Regions from separate parts of the Anas platyrhynchos genome. Here region 1 is linked to region 2. Evidence: chromatin contacts called from public Hi-C data. All regions are on one chromosome and are shown on one strand. Each heading gives the region's core, a stretch centred on a gene start, on an enhancer-like site or on the middle of the called end of the contact. The rest is flanking DNA. Distances are from core to core; before and after follow the strand shown. Region 1 overlaps LOC119713502 (zinc metalloproteinase-disintegrin-like ohanin). Region 2 overlaps LOC119713503 (a long non-coding RNA gene).

Region 1 (3,803 bases), core at 366-2,865, 42 kb before region 2:
TTTTCTGTACTCAGATCTATTTCAGCAGGCACATGACCAACGTTACCCTTTTGGTCCTGGGTATCAGCATAGACCAATCCCATGGCAACTGCTCTCCCTTTTTTAATAGCTCTTGCAGACACATCTATCAATATTTCAGCCTCCACTTTTTTTTTTTTTCCCTAGACCTTCAAAAGGCCAGGGCCATGCATTATGCAGAATTATTTATGGATCTAATGTCAGTAACAGCCCATTAATATCTGTGCCACTTTTCTAAAGATTGCTTTAAAGTGATCCGGGGGCTGTGGCAATTGCTGGCGGCCCGACAGACATCCCTGCTCCTTCCCCAGGGCCTCCCATTTCCCCGGCACCGGAGGAAGATCAGAGGCATCCAGTAATGCTGTACTTGGGAAGTTATCGATAAACTGACGATTAAAGCCTGGCACTTCTCAGCCCTTGGTAAATAATACCAAGGAGCTGATGGCTGGGGTTCACACTCACTGATATTACCCGTCAGTGGCAAGTGACATCGTAGGGAGAGACATTTTCTTTGTGGCACTGGAGAGCCGTTACCCCAGCTGGGTTGTAGATAGACAGAAGGGTCTGCATTTTCAGGGTCTGTCAGTTAGGAAATCTGCAATATTTCTATGAATTTTGACTGATTTGCACATCAGTCAACTCAATCTGCAGAAGCTATGAAAGATCTACTGGCATAAGGAAGCAAAAAGAGGAGAAAATCTTTAATTTCATGTTACAAGTGACATTTGCTATTTATTTTGATAGGTCTGATTCTGAGTTTGGACAGTATTTTATTTTCTGGTCAGTAAACCCAGGATCAATTAGGTCTGCCTCTTGCTGTGTGGAGCTCAAAGCATGTACTGTCTGTGGTGTCATGTTAGGGCTGGGTTGAGGCTATTTATTAGATGCCTGGTGCCTCCGTGTCTGAAAATCTGAACGTGCTCCAATCTCCCCACTCTTCCTGGCTGATGGTGTCCTTGCTAATGTCTCCGAATCCATAGCTCAAGGTCAGAGGATGTAGTAAATTCAGAATTGATTTGTTTGAGGTGATAGCAGTCATCCCATAGCCAGCCAGAGGAACTTCTTTTCCATGTCCCATTGCCCTCTAATGGCCAGTGTTGCATTTGCACATCAAAGTGGACAACTAAGAGAGCCAGACGAGAAATACTGAGGAATCTGCTCTGTTGTGATGGTCCAGTGTTTGCCTGTTTCCAATAGTCCTCCAAAACTATTAATAATGAAGGTCGATTTGGGGGTGTAAGAGCAAAGGGCTTCTGCTTTCTTGGGAGTGACATCCTTCAGAGATGGAGGGAGGGAGGGAGGGAAAAGAGGGATGAGAGAGGATGGTAAATTCAGAGGTCAGAAAGAATCAGAAGAGAGACATTTTGGGGTCCCTGGGAGTAAGGGGAGATGGAGTGCTCACTCATACAGACAGAAGAAAGGAACAACAGTGTGAAACGGCTTTGCTTTTGCACTGGGAGCAAGACAAAGGTGCTGCGTGTGGTTCCTATAGAGAAGATGCAAATTCAGCCAGGGCCAATTCTGTGATGGTGACTGTACCATGCTCAAGATCCCTTCTGCATCCTGCTGCATGATGCCAGCAGACGGCTTGCTGCTCTCCTGCACCATGTGCATGTGGCAGACCGTGTTGAGCAGGGGACCCTTAGCCAGGAATAAGGGGACAGCTGGACCCAGATAAACTACTGCAAGTCAGCACAAAGTGTGAGAGCACAGAGGGAAAAGCAGCTGATAACGTAGTAGGCCTTTGGGACTACATACTGCGGGCTCTGGACAACTGGAGCACTGTAGAGGTCTTCAGTTTTCGTGGGTTCACTTTCTTCTTGCAGTAGAGACTTTTTGACAGTAGATGTCATGTTTGCATAACAGAACAGCAGGCTGTACGTACAGCTCCTGCTCCGTCGCAGAGGATGCTATCATCCTTTTGTCCATCGGATGCTGGGGCCAAGAAAAGCTGTAAATCATAAACAGCTACAGGTGTGTTCTGTAATACATTTTCCTTAGGTTTCTACTGCTGAAGATGTTTGATAGCAGCACAGCATTTGTGGTTGGGTTGCAGTCTCTGCCTATTGAAAGTGTTCAGATATTAAGGGGGTTTTTGCCCATGCAGGTCAAGCACAGTCAGCAGGAGAACGCAAGCCCAAGCTGCATGGTTTGGGAGTTGGGTCTTGGAAAGGTACTCCCGCAAACACGTCTAAATTTCAGCTTGCTTCAAATCTCTACATCCTCGGAAAGATCTTGAGTACTCACAAAGTGGAAAAGGTTGAAAACCATGGAGAAATAGGTCTTAAGTAGGTAGAGAAAATGTGATGTAGTATTTTGTCAACCCAGCTTTACTGGATAAGCTGGCAGGGGTTTGAAATACTTGTGAATTATCTTTTTGGTCCAAACTGGGAGGTTTAGGGATTTGGTGATTGTTTTGTATGATTCCATTTTACACTATTGTCAAGTGTATTGGATGCAAATGATTGTCATTAAACTGGAGGTAGTTTTGTGACAGAACACTTTTAATACAGAAAATATTGTAAATACATTAATTACAGTTCATAAAAAAAAAGTTCTAAATCTTTATACCCGAGTCAAATACGGATACATTAAAATCCATTTTTGACTAAAATAACAAAGCAATTATACAAAGCGGAAGAAAGCCATGCTCTTCCAAAACTACCTCGCTCCTCAAACCGAAGACGGTAATTTCATCACAACTGTATTTTGCGGGGTGTACCATAACTGATTGGCACTGTCAAAGCACACCTAGCCCCAAAGAAAAAATTGAATTTTATATATATTTCTATATATGTATATATGTACATATATATATGTATTTCTGTCTCAGAGATGATGGGTCTGCGGTAATGATCACAGTGTGTAAGGAGGCTCTGTTTTTAAAAAGTGACTGTCCCGTTGTGTGGCCAGCACCAGAACAAGATAATATGGGTTGGGATTTCAGTGGGTGTGAGCTGGTTGGTGAACATGAGTAGAAGTTCTCGCACCCTCTGAGGATCAGGCTTATTTTAAAATCCTAACGTGTGCTGGGCAGAGCCAAATCCAGGTACAAGCATGCACAGCGCTGGCCTGAGGCCCCAGATTTTGTTTTGGCAGTTTGGCAGCTGTGCCATCTTCTCTGGCCACTATGCCCAAAGGCTGGAAACTGCACAGGCACAGTGTAATTGATTTGGAAAGCCAAAGGACTGCTCTGATTTTGATCCCGATCCAAACACAAATCCAGTTCAAACTGGAATCTCCATAAAATCTTGAGTACTTTGGGTTGAGGACAATTTTGTTCCTTTTTTTTTTTTTTCTGGTAAAAATTTTTTTATTCCTTGAAAAACACTTCTGTGTGCTTTAACTTAAAAATATCGATGCCAACCACATGAAAGGTATCGGTGCCAATGGTAACAATAGCATCAGTGCCAGCACCCTCACAGTATTATTAACAGCAATGCCAACAGTATCATGCAGATCTATGCCAGCAGGCCAAGAGTGTCAACAGTGTGGATGCCAGCAGGCCAGGACGAATGAAGAACCCCTCAGTAATGAACCAGTGTGCAAAGCCTCATGCTGCGCTGCAGTCCCACAATAACAAACCCCTGTGCCCAGCCGAGTTCTCATTAGCAACTTTACAATAACACACCCCGCTGCAAGAGCAATTAAATGAAAACACCAAGGTGTGTATACCCTGGAAGGGAGAAATATCCAGATATTTCTGGAGCTGAGGGGTGAATAAAATTAATGATTAAAGATTTTGTTGACTGCGCTTTTCTAAATTTTTCTGTCCAAGTGCAATG
Region 2 (4,121 bases), core at 638-3,137:
GCGGAACAGAGTCTGAGAGATTGGTGTTAGCCCAGATCTTTTTCCCTAGGCTAATTTTGATGAAAGAGCGATCCAAAGCTGTGCAGAGCAGAGGATGGGCACAGCCGCGGGGACACAAAGCCTTAAGGATGCAGAAGGTGCTCAGCGCCACTGCTCCGTGGGTGCTGTGTGACAAGCAGAGCAATGCTGCATGGCACCGGGCCTGGAGCGGTATCACTCATCCGAGAGGCTGATCTGAGCACACTGACTTCTTCTGGTAGAAGCAGGAGAGGTGCCAGGACCCTCAGCTGTGGTGTTCACCTGGCCTTGGTCCTTCTCCGCATCTCCAGAGCAACTTGGGCTCTGCTGCCTGTTCTCTCGGGGTGCTTTCTGTTCTCTACTCCCTATCTCAGAGGCCAAAACCTCACACTTCTGAGGCAGGGATCAAAAAGCTTCTTAACTGCAGCACAAACCAAGTTTTACAGGGCTGTTGGAGCAGTGCATGAACTCTGTGCTGCAGATGATGACTTCAGGCCTGGTTTGTGAGAGGAAGCTGGCAAGCAAGGAAGAAAAGTTACCGAGCTTTCAGTCATCCCTCTGTTCTTCACCAGAAACCACTAGAAAGTGTTGTTTGTTACCATGCCACAGTGGTATGATGACATGGCCTGGGAAAACTTGAAGGGGAAAACAGGTCCCCACTTCCCTCCTTCCTCTACTCCCCTGCAGGCAGATAAAACATCTGAGCTTTTCTTGCTTAAAAGTCTTTGGCCAGTCCTTCCAGCCCTCTCAGAGTTCAGGTGAGACTGAGCTGTCCAGGCAAGGATGGGTAATGCTAGCCAAGGTGTCCTGGAAAACCTCCAAGAAAGGCCATTTCAGTTCCCAATCCAGAAGGTTGTGGTTTTATACAGGGGACATACTTCCCAGCCCCATGCAAATATCCTAGAATCTCAAATGGCATTAGCTATCTATGTTCTGGCAACTGTTCTTGCACCCCCTAAATTCCCTTTTTAAGCTATAGAAACAATGAATCTGGTACTGGACATGGTTAGTCTCCTATAACAAATTATTAACAGTGAAGAAAAGGGATGAGGTTTGGACGAAATTTTCCAAAAACCCAGGGGAGAGGTATCTATATCGCACAGCAAATGCTGCTACCTGCACCCTCGTCATTTTTGTGCTTGCAGAGAAACTGGCTGGCAAGTACACCAGCTCAGGCAATTAATCCTGGGGAGGGGGGGGAGAAGGAACAATTTTATGGATTGAGCAACACAGAGACAGAATTAAGTTGTTTTTTTTTTAGGGTTTGCATGATACATTTGCCTTGCAGTGGCCTAGAATTTTTGCTCTGTGGGAAATTTTCACAGAAGGGAACAGGGCAGAAACTTTGATTTCTAGTTCTGAGGAGAGGAGCTCCCTTTCCCAGCAGTTGTTGTTTTTATTAAGTTAATAATAAGAACAGCTAACAAACAGAGTTAAAACTCTGAGTTTACCACATTCAGTAGCTGGATCCTGAATAGGAAATAAGCCTGGAAAGTACTGTGTCAAACTCACTCTGAGAGGTAATAGAAAACTACACAGCGAAATTCAAAGCCAGTAAACTGTTAACCTGTATTTACCCAGGCAGTATAGCACGAAGACACCTCTTACGTACTCCAAACAGAAATAGTTACATGGTTTGGATCATTCCTGCACAGTTCTCTTGTTTTAAAACTGCTGTGTGCCATTTTCATGTTTCTGAGACATTGTTGGTAATGCCTAAGCCGAGAAAAATCCTTGTTGGCCAGGTGAGTACAAGGCTTTGCCAAGGGCAGGGTGGACTCGGCTGTAGAATTAGCTGGTATAACTGTGGTTTAAATCAGATGTTTTGGAAGATGAGCAATGCTGGTGTCCACAGGAGGGAGCCAAATACATTACTCTCAGAAGAAACACCTTTGGTTTCAGTGTCTTTATCTGCTGTTCCTGTATGAAAAGGAGTAAGGCCAATGGCATCCTCAGTACATAGTGATGGAGTCTGATGCACCATGGCAAAGGGAACTAAAACTTATCCAGATTATCTCAAAGTATTCAGGGAAAAAAAAAATAAATCATGTTGAGATGTATCTTACAGCTGTGATACCAATTTTTAATGATGGAGAGGAAAAGAGTCCTTTCTTGACCAGCAGTAGACATGCTTGAAAGAAATGTCTACTGCAATTTTTTTCTGCTCTCACACTGAACTGGAGAGGGCTGAGGCTGTTCCTCATCTCCCTTTTGTTCTGGATGAAAAGCCACATGGGTGTTTGTGTCTCTGTGGGCTGATCTCTTCTCTCTGGTGACCAGCAATAGGACCTGAAGGAACGGCATGAAGCTGTGTCAGGGATGTTCAGGCTGGATATCAAGAAAAGGTGCTTCACCAAGAGGGTGGTCAGGCACTGAAGTAGGCTCCCCAGGGAAGTGGTCATGGCACTAAGCCTACTGGGGTTCAAGAGCCATTTTGGACAATGCTCTCAGATGTAGGGTTGAATTTTCAGTTGGTCCTCCTTGGAGCCATGAGTTGGATGTGATCCTTGTGGGTCCCTTCCAACTTGGGAGTTTCTATGATTCTAGTTCCTCAACCCTTATCACAGACCCACCTGCCATCACATACCCTGGGGAACGGTGATTTTTAGATCAAAAAGATGTGGAAAACCCTCTTTAAGGAAGCTGGGCCCTTTGTGGAGTGGCTGCAGGAGGGCCGTGTCAGAGGCAGTGCCCTTGCAGGGAAAGCAGCCTCAGATCTGCAAACCTCTTCCTGTGTCTTGTGTTTCTTTTTTTCCCCCTCTAAACAAAACTTCAGCTTTGGTATGTGGCCTGTTGCTGAATGAGGAAAACATAACGAAAAGAAAGCTTTCAACTGACTAAAAATAAACAGTGTTTTTTATAAATATGCTGGCAAATTTCACAGAAGGATGGGATTTCTTCATCTTCAACTTCATGAGAGACACTGGGGGTAACTTTTCCATATTAAAAAGAATTCATTATTATTATATTTCTGGTATTTGTTAAATTCCGTGGGTTTTTGAGCTGTTTGCTGACATCTGACATTGTTTTGGGATTGCACTTGGAGATGAGGTAGTGTGCACATTTGCTTTTGCTTTGAGAAAGGGTGACCTTTCTCAGCCCACTGAGGGCTGCAGCCTGGTTCCTTTTATCTGCATCCCAAAATGGTAACAGCAATAGACAACACATCCTGCCAGTCCACAGCCGGGCTAACTGCTGTCATGCACGAAATGACCTGGTGCTGGTTTTTTGACCGTGACAGAGGTGGATAGGGTTGGGGCCTGTAAGTTGGCAAACCTGGTTCGTTGCTTCCTAAATCATCAGAATGAGGTGAGGAATATTGATGCCATCTCTTCTCCTTCAGCTGCCTGTATAATCCTAGTAATTAAAAATGCCGGTTTTCTTTAAATGGCTTTGTGCCTCTTGCGTGGATGATGCTGGTTAAGAGCAAAACCCTATCTCCAAGCGTTTATCAGTAGTATGGGAACATGGTGCCACAGCCGGATTCTGGAGAGACAAAACAAGTGGTATTTCATACAATTGCTGGATTAATGATAAAAAAGCGTAGAATAGCCAAAGTAGTTGCCCACAAAAAGGCTAAAGAACAAATGACGGCTAAATAACACTGTATATAATTCATAACAGCTACGGGACTGAAAAGAAAATAGATATGTCGTGCAATGTTTTTTCATATGTTAGAAGAATACATTCCTTTCCCCTGTGCTGTAGTTATGAATTTGTCAGGGTTCACGTTTTTCCTCTTATTATTTCCCATTGTTAAAGGTCATCAGGCTTTAAAAATATGGATAGCCTGCGTCTTTTCTCTAATCCATCTAATGTGCTGTATCCAAAGATTAAATCCCTGACAGAACAGTGTCGGATGAATCCTCCTCCTCTACCCCCAAGCTCTTGTGTGAGTGGCAGGATGGATTCTGGTAACACCAGGATGGAGTTTTAATGAAATACAGGTTATTATTCACAGTAATTGATTGTGAGGCTTGCAAGGAACAGAAGCAATTGCTTAGCTTTGTCCTGCTGTGACTTGGGCTGTCTTTGGCAAAACAGCAGAGACCAAAATAGCAACCCAAAGCTGAAAGGTAGAGCTTCCAAGCAGGACCCTGTGG

What was found. A called contact is a pair of places that touch in the nucleus more often than the background predicts.
Region 1: a Hi-C map of skeletal muscle shows a contact between it and region 2, with 3 times the contacts expected there. The contact joins two enhancer-like sites. A contact is called at or near these places in 2 of 8 Hi-C or Micro-C datasets (liver and skeletal muscle).

The regions. Positions count from the first base shown.
Region 1 is chr23:2,475,278-2,479,080 of IASCAAS_PekinDuck_T2T, reverse strand. It overlaps LOC119713502 (zinc metalloproteinase-disintegrin-like ohanin), which reads right to left. Exons shown (of 24, transcript XM_038166993.2): 24 at 2,502-3,803. All of the region lies in intron 2 of LOC119713503 (a long non-coding RNA gene), which reads left to right. Among named protein-coding and RNA genes, the nearest start is that of NEFM, 99 kb to the left of the region's middle. Within about 2 kb of position 1,615, at least 2 of the 8 cell types and tissues checked have an H3K27ac peak or open chromatin away from gene starts, as enhancers often do.
Region 2 is chr23:2,433,662-2,437,782 of IASCAAS_PekinDuck_T2T, reverse strand. All of the region lies in intron 2 of LOC119713503 (a long non-coding RNA gene), which reads left to right. Among named protein-coding and RNA genes, the nearest start is that of STC1, 68 kb to the right of the region's middle. Within about 2 kb of position 1,887, at least 4 of the 8 cell types and tissues checked have an H3K27ac peak or open chromatin away from gene starts, as enhancers often do.